2 separate regions of the Mus musculus genome follow, and region 1 is linked to region 2. Evidence: chromatin contacts called from public Hi-C data. All regions are on one chromosome and are shown on one strand. Each heading gives the region's core, a stretch centred on a gene start, on an enhancer-like site or on the middle of the called end of the contact. The rest is flanking DNA. Distances are from core to core; before and after follow the strand shown.

The links. A called contact is a pair of places that touch in the nucleus more often than the background predicts.
Region 1: a Hi-C map of embryonic stem cells shows a contact between it and region 2, with 4 times the contacts expected there. The contact joins the promoter of Sh2b2 here to the enhancer-like site in region 2. A contact is called at or near these places in 2 of 15 datasets of contacts at CTCF or cohesin (embryonic stem cells and large pre-B cells), 24 of 484 Hi-C or Micro-C datasets (B cells, the Ba/F3 cell line, the G1E-ER4 cell line and 6 more), 4 of 115 datasets of contacts at active chromatin or transcription factors (bone marrow-derived macrophages, embryonic stem cells and microglia) and 4 of 9 other capture datasets (adipose tissue, embryonic stem cells, liver and 1 more).

Annotation. Positions count from the first base shown.
Region 1 is chr5:136,243,013-136,249,643 of GRCm38.p6, forward strand. Sh2b2 (SH2B adaptor protein 2) reads right to left here and starts at 1,928. Exons shown (of 9, transcript NM_018825.4): 1 at 1,617-1,928. Gm30408 (a long non-coding RNA gene) reads left to right here and starts at 2,423. Exons shown (of 4, transcript XR_868600.2): 1 at 2,423-2,605; 2 at 4,963-5,032; 3 at 6,573-6,617. It also overlaps a transcript of Cux1 not described here.
Region 2 is chr5:135,959,121-135,965,940 of GRCm38.p6, forward strand. It overlaps Ssc4d (scavenger receptor cysteine rich family, 4 domains), which reads right to left. Exons shown (of 11, transcript NM_001160366.1): 6 at 6,451-6,765; 7 at 5,499-5,576; 8 at 4,236-4,310; 9 at 3,803-4,114; 10 at 2,769-2,846; 11 at 1,103-2,088. The coding sequence ends at 1,772. Among named protein-coding and RNA genes, the nearest start is that of Ssc4d, 12 kb to the right of the region's middle. Within about 2 kb of position 3,576, at least 418 of the 459 cell types and tissues checked have an H3K27ac peak or open chromatin away from gene starts, as enhancers often do. A contact at or near this core is called in B cells, the Ba/F3 cell line, the G1E-ER4 cell line and 10 more, where this site is marked.

The DNA of each region.
Region 1 (6,631 bases), core at 678-3,177, 280 kb after region 2:
GAATCAATTAAATATGTATAGCATTGGAAATGTAAATGAGCTAAATACCTAATAAAAAATGGAAAAAAAAAGAATCAATTAAATACAGGCAGAAATCTCTCTCACTTCAAGCCTGGTCTACATAGAGAGTTTCAGGCCATAGTGAGACTGTCTCAAACAACAACAACTAAGCAAACAAAACCATGATGCCTCACACTAGCCGAATGGGATTTTGAAAGATTTTTTCCCCCCCAGACATCTTGGAAATCAAAAGATATATATTGAAGGTGATACAGTGTAGCGGTTTCAGATTCCCCGTTCCTTACAGCCTCCTGGGGGAACCACTTATCTGGGGGGTGACTGCCCAAGTAGGAAGGGTGCTCCCCAAGAGGAGCAATTCCATCAGATCCCCTGGCAGAAACACTTATTTGGCACACGAGGTAATTCAGCTCAGGGGGCAGACAGAGATCAGGTTGATGAGATGGCTCAGTGGTAACAAGACGTGCGCCAAGCCTGATGACCTGAGTTCGGTCCCCAGAACCCATGTAAAGAAAGAACTGACTCTCGAAAGTTGTCCTCACACACTCACACACACACACACACACACACACACACACACACACACACTCATAAATAAACAAGCAAAAATTTTTAAAAATTCCACAAAGGGGCAGAGATGAAGCTCAACACTGGTCTGACAGCCCCACCCCCTACATCACCTCTGGTGAACTAGACTCTGGTTTACCCACGTTCACAGCCTCTTTGGGGGATACCCTGCGACTGTCCGATCACTGCAGACTTCTGACCTCAAAGACTCCACTGAGGGACTCTATGCGAGGGTGGAAGGGTAGGAAAGCCCTGGCGCGTCCCAGCCTCTGCCTGGCTCCGGCCCGCAGCCCTGGCGCGTTTCCTACACGCGCAGCTCACAGGTTCATCAATGGCCTAGGCCGAAGGGGCTGAATGGAGGGCACTAACCCGCCCCTTCTTAAAGGCGCCGGCCTGTCACCCTCGGCGATCCTCCTCTCAAACCCGGGGCTGCTCCGGAGCTCCAGAGTGGGCGGGTCACGAATAGTGGCCGTGGGAAAGAGGGCCTGGGCCGGAAAGAGAGTGTCCCCACGGGGTCACTGTGGCCCAGCGAGACCCCAGCGTGTAGCCATCACCCTCATGCTGTGTTGACCCACCTCCTCCCAGACCCTGGAAGAGACCTGAACGTCCCCTCCCCCCAGCATCGGATCCCTTCCTGTAGAGGACCAGCTGCGCTCGCCCCTCCAACCAGCCAGGGTCTGATGAGGGGAAAGGGGCTCAGCTGCTCCAGAGGTGGCTTCTTTCTCCCACCTCAGCTTCCCGTTACTCTCCACTTCTCCTGGGCAGTGGGTCTAGGATCCGATCCCAGAGGGGTTCATCCCCCTCTGTCGCGCGTCCTCCTCCCTCCCACCGGTGCACACAAAGACACGCTCGGACCCGGGCGCGTGCGACCGCGCTTCCCGGGGAGGCGGTGAGCACACACCACACACCTCATCACACACACACACACACACACACACACACACACACACACACACACCCTCGGGGACAGCTGGGCACCGGGTAGAGTAAAGGACCGTGGGGACAGGGAGCTGAGAACAAGCAGGCCGTACCTACAGGCGCGCAGCTTCGGCCGCGCGGGCTGGGGCGCCGGAGGAGCGCTGCCCGGACCGCGGCTGGGATCCCCGGACCCGGTGGCGCATGGCCCTCCGGGCCGTAGCTCCGCCCTTGGTGGCCGGTGGCGGCGGCAGCGGGGGTGGCTCCCGCTTCCCTGGCCTGCAGCTTGCGAGGCGGTCTTGGCGGTCCTGGTGCGGCCCCCTTGAGGTTCTCTCCCTCTTCAGGCTCCCGAGCTCCGCGCGCTCCGATCCCAGACTCGCGCGCCGCGCGCCCCTGGCCCTCCTCCTTGCCTGAGCAGCGCGCGCCTCTGGGCCCCGCCCCACCACTAGCCCCGCCCCAACACGCCCCCCCGCTTCAGGCCCCTCCTTTGCCGCACCCCCCGCCCACGCGGCGCGAGCCACTAGCCACGCTCCCAAGTCCTTCCCCAACCCCCAACCCCGGCTCTCTCTCCGGAGCCCCAGTGGCGCCGGCTAACCGCTCTGTCTTCCTCCGGACAGTGGCTGAGCAGAAAGACCCGGGTGCCCAGGTCTCGTTGCCAGTCGAAGGAATCCCTCTCGTGTGGGAGCGTCTCCCGAAGCCCAGGGTGGTGGCCCCCAAGGGCAGGATTGGAGGATGTTCTACGTGATGGGTCACCCCGGGCGTGGACACCCTATAAATGTCTCTGGGTTACTGAGAGTCAGACAGGGGCGGGCGCTGTAGGCCGACCCTCCGCCAGAGGACAATGGAAGCCTCGAGGAGGTCCAGATGTCGCAACCAAGGAAATGTCTGTCTGGTTCTCAACATCCAGGAGCCCAGAGCCACGCCCCCTGTCTTCCTCCTGCCCTCGGGGTGCGGGAAACCGCCCAGGATTTCGGATCTGGGGAAGAGCTCCTACACACAGGTCCTCCCCACTCAGCTTTACTCTGGTCCCACCAGGAGAGGTGTCTGAGGTCGTCCAGGATTCTGCGAAGTCCTCACTCTGGGTTGGCGACAGAACCAGAACTAGGTATTGCCTGGCCTGACTTCTCTGGTGGCGCTCTAGGGCATCCCGAGGGGTAAAGAGACCAGAGGAGATGGAATAACCTGGTGACTAGAGGCGCGGGGAGGAGTCAGATGGGGTTGACACATGCCCATAATCCCAACGCGCTTCGGACGGAGGAGGGAAGCAATAGTTTGAGACCAGCCTAGGGTACATACTGTCTCAAAAAGCCAAAAAACGAAAAAAACGACAAAACCCCACAGGTGTGTGAGGGGATGCTCAGAGGTGAGGCCTGTGGCTTCTGCAGTGGATATGGTCCCTTGGGCCTGCTCTCCTCTCCTCCTTGCTCCCCATTTCAGGGAGACTTCTGTCTGTGTTGACCTCAGGCTGTGATCTGCCTGGAGTGCCTCCATCTGCTGCCCTCCTCCCACACGGGGTGGCCTCTGACCTTTGTAAAGTCCTTTCACTCACAGGAAATCAGATTCACTGATTATTTTCCAGGAAGCAGCAGGGGTGGCATGGGGCTGGGGGAACTGGGCTGACATTGGAGAGATGGGGTGTGCTGAGCACATGGGAACTTGCTGGGGGCCACCGAAACCAGCCAGACCTCTGTTGAGGCCTGCCTGGGTACCTGTTTCTTCTCAGCCACACAGGGACCAGCAGCTGCCCTGTCTCTAGACCTGGCCAGCAAACACTTAATGAAAGTTTAGGCTGGAATCCAGCCATTGATTGAACTCATGTGGCTGTGAACCAGGAGGTTCCCAGTCAGGAAGGGTAGTATAGGGGTGAGAGAGAAACTGAACCCCTGGGTGGTCTGGCTATAGAACCCACTGTCCCCACTGCTTAGGGAGATGGGATGCTGGGGACATGAAAGAGGACTTACCTGGATCTAAGTTGTGGCTTAAATTCAATGGTGAGCTGTCAGTGACTGGCGAGGATTCTGGGATGGGAAACCCAGAATAAGACAATGGTTCTGATCTCTCAGAGGAGGAAGTGAGGAGTGAGTCTAACCCACATGAGGAACTGACAGGACACATAGAAGGAGGGTGGCAGTGATTGGCTGAGAGCAGCTGTCATGGAGATTGGAATGAGGTTTAAGGGTGACAGGTGCATCCGGGCTCCCTGAGGATAGAAGACTTTGGGGCCTTGGAGGAAAATCAGCTAGGACAGATGATAAGGGGTGCTTTTATGGTGGGCTCTGAAGGAGGGGCCTCCCTGGATGCAGAGATCAGAGAAAGCTTGGAATTAAACCTGACATGGACATAGCCCAGTGAGTCTTTTTTTAAAAAAATATATTTTATGTATATTAGTACCTTGCACACAAGATGGAATCAGACAGGTGTCAACTACTGTGTGGGTGCTGGGAATTGAACTCAGGACCTTCAGAAGAGCAGTGAGTGCTCTTAACCACTGAGCCATCTCTCCAGAACTCCCCTCCCGGCCTTTCTTTTTCAAAGACAGGATTTTTTTTTTTTTTTTTTTTTTTTTTTTGGGTAGCCCTGGCTGTCCTGGAACTCACTCAGTAGAACTAGGCTGGTCTTGAACTCACAGAGAGCCACCTGCTCCTGGTCCCTGAGTGTTGGGATCAGAAGCGTGCATCACCATTGCCCAGCTCCCAGTAAGTCTTGCTTTGTGAGTGGGACAGACTGGGGAAAGTTGGTTCTCAGATTGCTGGAGTGTGATGGCTTTGGTACATTTGGCAAGCAGGGACCCAAGAAAAAAAAAGATGCACGCTTCATACATAGCTCTGGGGCACAAAGAAATAGAAGCAGAGACTCCCCAGAAGTTGACAGGGAGGTGACATGAGCCTGTTGGGACACGTCAGGCCCTCAGCCATGGCTGGTCTGACTAACTGATGAGTACTCTGTCATGTGTGGTTTTATGAGACAGTGTTGCTGTTGTAGCTCAGACTGAAGTAATGATCCTGACTGCTAGGAATCTATGTATCTTTATCTATCAGGTGTTATTTATCTTTTGGGGTGGGGACTCTACTCAGGGTCTTGTACATGCTAGGTAACACTCTACCACTGAGCTACGCCCCAGCCCCTCCCTGGAGGACTCTAGGCAGGGGCTCTACCACTGAGCCACGCCCCCAGCCCCCTCACTAGGGGATTCTAGGCAGGGGCTCTACCACTGAGACACACCCCCAGCCCCTCCCTGGGGGATTCTAACAGGGGCTCTACCACTGAACCACGCCCCCAGCCCCTCCCTGGGGGATTCTAGGCAGGGGCTCCACCACTGAGCCACGCCCCCAGCCCCTCCCTGGGGGATTCTAGGCAGGCTGTAATACTGAGATCCAACAGGTTGTTTGGGAATAAAGAATATATTTCTGGTTTGGAGGGGGCTGTACTCAACAAACTCTGACACTCTGGTCTGGGTTCCAGGAATGCTCTGGACATACTCATAGCATTTCTGAGGATAGGAAGAATGGGAGAGAGCCTACCTATATGCCAGGTAAGCTCCAGGGGGCAGGTGCTGCAGGCACCCACCAGTCTCTCAGACACTCAATGTTCAGCTGAGGAGTCACAGAATAAAAGACCCCACTGTGGCTGCAATGATTCTTTATTTCTTGCGAAGCTGAAGAAGATTAAACCCAGCAGAGGAGGGTCTGCCTGAGGTCCTGAGAGTTGGCCTTGCTATTGTGGCCCAGGATCGGTTTTGCTGGGGCCTCAGACCGTGTGGTCTGTGGTGCCTGAGGCACAGGGGCCTTGTTGGACAGACTTCCTCTTCTAGAAACCAGAATATTTTGCTAAAGAAGCAAGCAGAACTCAAATCATGGACTGGGTGCAGGGAAGGGGTAGTGGAAACCATCCCGCCCTCTATGGGCTCCCTGTCTTCGGGATTACAGTTAAGGTTTTATCAAAGCCGCTTCCCGCCCTGCCAGGTAATAGGGCAGATGAAAAGCCTGGGGCCTAGACGAGCCTCCCAACTATTTTATTGTGTGGCGGGGTCCTAAGAGAGGCTATAGAAATGCCAGACTGGGTAGTGACAATATGTATCACAGAAAACTCTGCCACCAGGGCTAGAGGTTCTGATGTGGGTGGAGCCCAGGTCAGGTGACTAGACCGAGGGTGGAGCCTCAGGGGTGTCAGACTAGCTGGGTTGTTTGAACTTTAGGGCTCCAATGAAGCCGTGACAACCTTTGAAAGGAGCTGGGGATCTGAGCTCCTGGCAGCTGTTAGCTGAAGACAGAGACAGTTTCCATGGGGGATTTTTTTTTGGGGGGGTGGGAGTGGGAGAGGGGAAGGCTACATCATTAGAAGCAGCTGATCAAACAGGGGAGGGGGCAGCAGCCAACACATCTCCGGTGAGCCTGGGGGTCACTGCCATAAGTCACCAGCTGCTGCTCCGTTGTCACTCTCGTGGAATTTGTGCAGATGATCGGCGAACCTGAGGGAAGAGGAACACAGCTGAGACAGTGCAGAAGATGGGTGACTACAGGGCTGGAGACACTAGGTTGGGAGCTATGCCAGAGGCTGGAGCAGGAGCAGGCATGGGAGGGGGGAGGGCTTGGAGCTCTGCTGGCGGTTCTGGGGGCTTGGCTGTAGGTCTTGGGGTGGGCAGGAGACAGGCTTACTTCTTGGCGCAGGTGGCAGCACAGTCTCTCTCCACACTCTCACTCCATGCCAGCTTGTACAGCACCTGGTCAGGTAGAGACACCATGAGCTATGTGGCCTGCCTCATGGCAATTCCTATTGTCACCCACGGCCATTAGGCCTGGTCTCTGTGGGGCAGAAAGGTTCCCACAGCCCAGGTCCTAGGGTGGATGGCCTTGGAGATACTCCTGAGCCAACCTACTTCCCAGATGCTTAGAAAGAAGCAGACACAGAGTTCCTGGAGTTAGTCTCCTAACACTGTGGGCATATTCAATAAGAACACCAGACTTGGAACCCAGGCTAGCAATAGGGCTATGTTTCACTATGCCTAGCAGGGGGCAGTGGTTTCTGATGCTGGAGCCTTCCAGGCCCACACTTACTATCCCTCTATTTGGCAGATGGAGGCATCACTCATCCTGTGACCTTGAACTGTCCTCAGCCAAGTGAGTATAAAGGG
Region 2 (6,820 bases), core at 2,326-4,825:
CCATGTGGTTGCTGGGATTTAAACTTAGGACCTTTGGAAGAGCAGTCTGTGCTCTTAACCACTGAGCCATCTCACCAGCCTAGGTTTAATCCCCAGTCCTACCACAGCAAAACAAAGCAATCAAACCAACCCAAGCAAGCAGGAATGGAGTCTAAAGGAAGCATCAGAGAACAGCAAAGGCATAAAGAGGGCAGCAATGAATGAGAACAAAATATAACAACTCACACATGAAAATGGATGCCAGCTCTCAGGAGGCAGAGGCAGGCAGACCTCTGAATTTAAGATTAGCATGGTCTATAGACTGGGTTACAGGAAAGCCGGGGCTATACAGCAAACAAACAAACAAAACCAACCTGTCTTGAAAAACTAAAACAAAAAGCAAACAAAACTAATATAGAAATTCATAGGCAGAGAAAGTGGAGAGGGTAGTGTGGCCTTTCTAGAAGTTCAGGCTGCTTTAAACTCCTAATCCACCTGCTTAAGCATGTACGTGCTGAATTACAGATCTTTGCCACCACTAATTCAGGCAGGGTCTCCCAGCAACCCCTACCCCCAGGTATCTAGTAGTCTAAGCTGGCCTTGAATGGTTATGTAGTTGAGGATAGCTTTGAACTCCTGATCTTCATTCCTGTGATCCCTTTAAAGAGGGAATATCACAGGTTGACCAGAGGAGGGTTGTTTTGTTTTGTTTTTTTCCGTTTTTCTGCCATTTTATTTTCTGGGCCTATTCAGTCAGCTTCTCTCACTCTGCAGCTCTGGCTGGCCTGGAACCCCACCCCACCCGCAGAACGCCCTTCTTCGGCACCCCGAGCACCGGCATTACAAACATGCACCATCGTGCCCTACTGCCTCTCCTTTCCTGGATCTAGATTTGTGTGTGTGTGTAGCCCAATGGAGGATGACCAGACACTCCACTGAGGAGCCTGAGGCTTGCCATGGTGAGTCAGCATTTCCCGGCCGTGATGGGCTCTGGAGAACTGGATGATGCTGCTCTTGGACCACAGCCTTTCATCGCCATGCCAGTTTTCTCCAGAAAGTCCTTCCTGGAGTTTTTCCAGTAGCCATGGTACAGGTTCTCAAACAATGACCTCAGTTAAAAGACTGGGGGAGATAATGCTTTATTGACTTGGCACCTAAGGACAGTGGCTATGGGCCTCCAGGGTTCTTTGTTACTGCAAAATGGAGGCTCTGTGCTGGGGGGGGGGGGGCAGTGGAAATCAGAGAAGCTGCAGGAAGGGCTCCTCTGGTCCCTGTTTTGGCCCCTGCAGCCCCCTTGTTCAGCGGAGCACCATCTGAGTCCAGGTCCTCACCCAGCAGGGAAGGTGATGGCCTGGTTCTTCTGCAGTCCCCTGCCAGTCTATAGAAAAGAGCACCCCAACCCCTTTGTCTCCCCACTTTTAGCAGGAGACCAAGAGAGGTCACGGTAAGGGTTTGAAGGCATTTACAGACAGCCCAAGCCTCATGGATGTGGGTGCAGAAGGGAAGGATTGGGGGTACTATATGAGTTCCCCCAAAGAGAAGTGGGTTATTCTCTCACATTTTCTGATTTGGCTGAGCAAAACATTGCTATGTTCACTGTATTGGGCCTTCCGCAGGTGATAACAGTCTCGGGACACACAGTAAGAGGACTCGGGCAGGTACTGCATCTCTCCCATGCACGGGGAGAAAGGGGTACCAGGAACCCGAGCTATCATAGGAAGGCATCCTGGGAAAGGACAGGCAGTTCCTCATAGGCTCCTTTGATATGGTATGGAGTACAGAGCCATCTGGGTCACAATGGCTGGCACAAGACACTGGCATCCTCGCTGTGGTCACAGTTGTGGACATCCCAGCGGATATGAGAGCACAGTAGCAAGGTGCTCTCATCTCCTCGGCATTTGACATTGTCCAAGAGGATTGGGCCTCGGCCTGGGCCAAAGTGGGCCTCTCCCGGGGCTGCGAGAGCCTGGCCACATCCCAGCTGACGGCACAGGACAATGGCTGCCCGTAGGTCCCAGGCATCATCACAAACAGTGCCCCACCGTTGTCCTAGGAAGAGTTCTACGCGCCCCTCACATCGGTGTGTTCCACTAGCCAGACGGAGGTGCCCTGTGTTGGAGATAAGGCCTGGGTCAGAAGAGCCCATGGGATCATGGGACCCAAGAGATGGCTCTACAGTTGAGGGCACTTGCCACCACAGGTTGTCCTCTGACCTTCACATTCCTTCATACTGTTTTGCCTTCACATGTGTGAACATATCATGCATATACACGGGTACACAGACACCAATAAATAATGCTGGACAAGTTGGCACACACCTCTGATCCCAACACTAAGAAGGCAGAGGCAAGCAGATCTCTGTGAGTTCAAGCCTAGCCTGTTCGACACAGCAATGGTCAGCCAGAGCTATGTAGTGAGACCCTCAACAGACAGTCTCAGCCCCTTAGCCACAGGCTGTTTGCAAACTATGACCATGTCTTATCCTGACCCTCAAAGTTTACTGTCCCCACTTCCACACCTACATTCCCTGGGCTAATTTGTTGTTTGTTTTTCCATGAGCCCTTGTATGTTGTTCAGGCAGGCCTTGAAGTTACTGTCCTTCTGACCCAAGTCTCCAGAATGCTGGAATGAAAGCCATAGGCCACCATGCCTAATTCTGCATTCTCTCATTTCTTCAGTTTGTTTGATCCCAAGTGGAGAAATCTCTAGGTTGCTGTAGTGTTTTATCACTCCAGGTCCATCTTATCCCTAAAGTTCCAACCTCATTTTCAGTGGCAGTAAACACCTACCATCTCTGGGCCGAGGACTGGGCATTCGGGTGGTCTCAGAACCAGCCTGCTGGACTTGGAGTCCCAGTTCCTCTGGGCCTGGCTCAGCAGGGGCATAAAAAAAGAGATGGTTGTCATGGTGGGGAACATATGCTCCCTAGAACCAGATCAATTCTCCCAACCTTCCCAAGTTGTACAGAAAGACAGAAAGAACCTCAAAGACCTGCCAACCTAAGGTAGGAGACTGGAGGACCCCCTAGGTCTAGGCATCAAGTAAAGGTGGAGATACGGGAACAAGGGATTGACAGTGTCCTGCCAGACTTTGTACACACCTGTTTTCATTGGTATCTCTGAAAAGTCAAAGGCTAGTTTTGGGAAAGCCGTCAGCCACTCCTGCTTCCTACCAATCACTAGCAGCAGAGACTATAAATTGGATAGCACAGCACGAGTGCTCCCTTGACCGCGCCCTAGTCACCCCCTGCAGACAAATCGCCCTTCCGGTTACACCCCTAAGGCTCAACAGCGAGAGTGCAGGAGCATCCACCCCCCCCACCCCACCCCCACCCCCTGCTATGTGCAATACTTCCGCTGCAGTGCAGCAGAGAGCGCCACGCCCATTCCTCCACCGCAGCTCCTGCTATCAGGCCCCGCCCACAAACCCTGTGCCCTGCTTCACTTTCGCCTTCCCAGTCCTAGGCCAGCCAGAAAGCTACGCAGCTTCCGCTCGCTCCCACAGCAGGGAGCTCCTGCGCACGACCCCACCCAGGCCTCCTCAGACTCGGCCCCACTCCCGACTGTGAGCTAAAAGAGGCTCCGCCCACAGGACCGTCATGGCCCACGCATCGCCCAGCTCAACCACATCTTGTCCCGCCCCTACAGGATACCCACCCCTCTCCTGATTCAGGCCCGCCCATAGACGTGAGCGCATGCGTTCATGGGTCCTCGCCCAGCTTGCACGGCTCCACCTTTCCTCCATATAAACCCTGCCCGCACCTCCTATGGGTCGGGCCCCGCCCACCACTCCGGCTCCACCTCCTCTCTTGCCACAGCTTCACCTGCACAAAGCGCTCCGGCGTCTTCGTGGTGGCCGCAGTTGTGCTGTCCCCAGCCCAGATGGAAGCAGTCGCTGAGGCGGGCCTCAGTACCGGTGCAGCCTACGTTGTCTAGCAGCACAGGGCCTCGGCCATAGCCAAAATGACCAAGGCCCGTGGCGCCTAGCGCGGGCCCGCAACCCGCCTCGCGACAGGCCACCCGCGCGTCCGCGAAGTCCCAGTCATCGTCGCACACGGTGCCCCAACCCCCGGCGTACAGCACCTCCACGCGGCCGCGGCACGGGCTCGGGCCCCCGACCAGCCTCAGCCTTCCGCCTGCGGGGCGCACAGGCCGGTGCCAGGGGATGACCTGGGACAGCAGGCTCCCCTCCCTATTGCAGCCCTTGGCCCACCGCTCCCCCCAACCCCCCTGCGGGACCCGGGCAGGGCCACTTACTTTTCTTCCCTGAGGCCCGGGCTGCTGTCGTCAGCCACACAGTGTCCCTGGAAGGTGAGGCACCAACTCCTGTAGCTGCGGAGACAAGGGAGCCTTTGAAGGGAACAAGAAGGCCATTTACCACACCCACAGCTTACTTTGCCTCAGTCACAGAGTCACCTCACTGTCTAGTAAAAAACATCTTTTAGGATTTTCCTCCCTATTTTCTTTTTTTCCCAAGATAAGCTCTCAGTATGTAGCCTTGGCTGGGCTAGAACTCACTATGTAGATAGGCCGGATCTCCAGTGGTGATAGCGCATGCCTTTAATCCCAGCACTTGGAAGGCAGAGACAGGCGGATTTCTGAGTTCGAGGCCAGCCTGGTCTACAGAGTGAGTTCCAGGACAGCCAGGGCTATACAGAGAAACCCTGTCTCAAAAAAACAAACAAACAAAAAAACAAAAAGGGACTGATCTCTCAGACTTACAAGAGATCTGTCTCCCGAATGCTAGGAGTAAAAGCTTTTGGGTTTTTGAGGTCTTGCCTCAATTTGGTGTGACCCACCATTCGTGGTTTTGTGGTCCTTCAGATGGGCTTGTTCTTTTTTGTTGTTGTTGTTTTTTGTTTTTTGTTTTTTTTTTTTTTTTTTGAGACAGGGTTTCTGTGTAGCCCTGGCTGTCCTGGAACTCACTCTGTAGATCAGGCTGGCCTCAAACTCAGAGATCACCTGCCTCTGCCTCTGCCTCTCAAGCGTTGGGATTAAAGGCGTGCGACACCACTGCCCTGCTTGGGCTTGTTCTTGATAAGCAGTCAGTCAACCACCTGAGTTCCACCCCTCAACTCCTGAATCTTAAATTATCGTACTTTTAATCACACAGTGATACCTGTAGTTTTAATTCCAAACTTACCTCTAACCTTGATTCCTGATTTGAGTTCCTACTCATGGGCTCTTAATTCCCCACCTTAACAGCAACCCCTAATTTGACTCAAGCATTTTAAAGAAATCTTTAATCCCAGCACTCAAGAGGCAGAAGCAGGTGGATCTCTGTGAGTTGAGGGCCAGCCTCATCTACAAAGGGAGTCCCAGGGCTACAGAGGAAGAAAGCTCTTATCCACCCTTAATTCTTCAGAGCTCTGGGTGTCATCTGCTGCCATCTGCTCATCTTTACCATCTGCCCCAAAGCCTTTGCTCAAGTCCCTTTCCTGTGTCTCTAGAAGAGCTTCCTTAGTTCCCACCCCTGCCTGTCTCATCCAACCTTTCCAGCGGGGAGAGCGGGCTCTTTACCTGCTGGCCCAGTGTGCCGTGCCCAGTCTTCTTTTGTGACAGACGGAGGCAGAGCTGTGGAAGTCGGAGGGCTTAGAACTAGAGCAGGAGAGAAGACAGAAGGGTCAGTCATTGGACCAGCTTTACATCCAGGACTGGCATTCAATGAGCCCTGGCCAGCTTTGACAGCAGTCCTTTATTTATTTATTTATTTATTTTGGTTTTTTGAGACAGGGTTTCTCTGTGTAGCCCTGGCTGTCCTGGAACTCACTCTGTTAACCAGGCTGGCCTCGAACTCAGAAATCTGCCTGCCTCTGCCTCCCAAGTGCTGGGATTAAAGGCGTGTGCCACCACTGCCTGGCTTGTTTTTGTTTTTGTTTTTCTTCAGGGTTTTATGTAGCTGAGGGAGTAGTAGAGCTGTAAGTATGTACCAGCAGGCCTGGTTTGTGTGGGGCTGGAAATTAAACCCAGGGCTTCTTGCATGTTAGGAAAGCACCCCATCAAATAAGCTACATAACTCTGCTCCAATGCTGACCTTTAATTTGCTGAAAACACCTCCCAAATTGGAGAGGGTCCATATGGGGGGGCAGTCTATTATTAGATTCTCAGGGTTACAGATAGCTAGGCATGGTTCTGCAGTTAGGTTCTTTGAAAGTAATCTTTGAGGGAGCATTCTAGAATATTATTGCTTTATTCTGAAATCATCCATGAAGAATACCTGGAAATTGCTAGAAAATTCTGGAAGCAGTCCTAATAATGGAGGAATAAGAGCTACTGAGAATGTGCGAATGAGTTATCCAAATTGCTTCCCCAGAGCGGGCCTGAATAGTACAGGTAATTTCAAAGCCTTTCTGGAAAGATAGCCAACCCCTTTTCCCACTCAGCCATTAGTTTCTTCCAGTTCTCCTCCCACCTTTACTCCTTCCGAAGACCCCGCCCCGTAGCCTGGCACCGCCCCCGCTGCCCCTGGCACCTGCACAGAGCACCCCAGCATCCTCGTGGTGTCCGCAGTTGTGCACGCCCCAGCCTAGGCTCTGGCAGGCTGCCAGGCGGGGCTCGCCACCTTCGCAGTGAACATTGTCCAGCAGGATATGCCCGGTACCATAGCCGAAAAAGGCATTAGTGGTGGCGGCCAAGGCGACCCCACAGCCCAGCTGGCGGCACACAACAGCAGCATCCTGCAGCCCCCAGTCATCGTCGCATACAGTGCCCCAGACGCCACCATGCAGAATCTCCACTCGGCCTTGACACGGGCTGGCGCCGCCCACCAGACGCACACTGCCCTCACCTGGTGATGGTGGATGGAGATGGGTGGGGCAAGTAACATTTTACAGGGAAGGAAC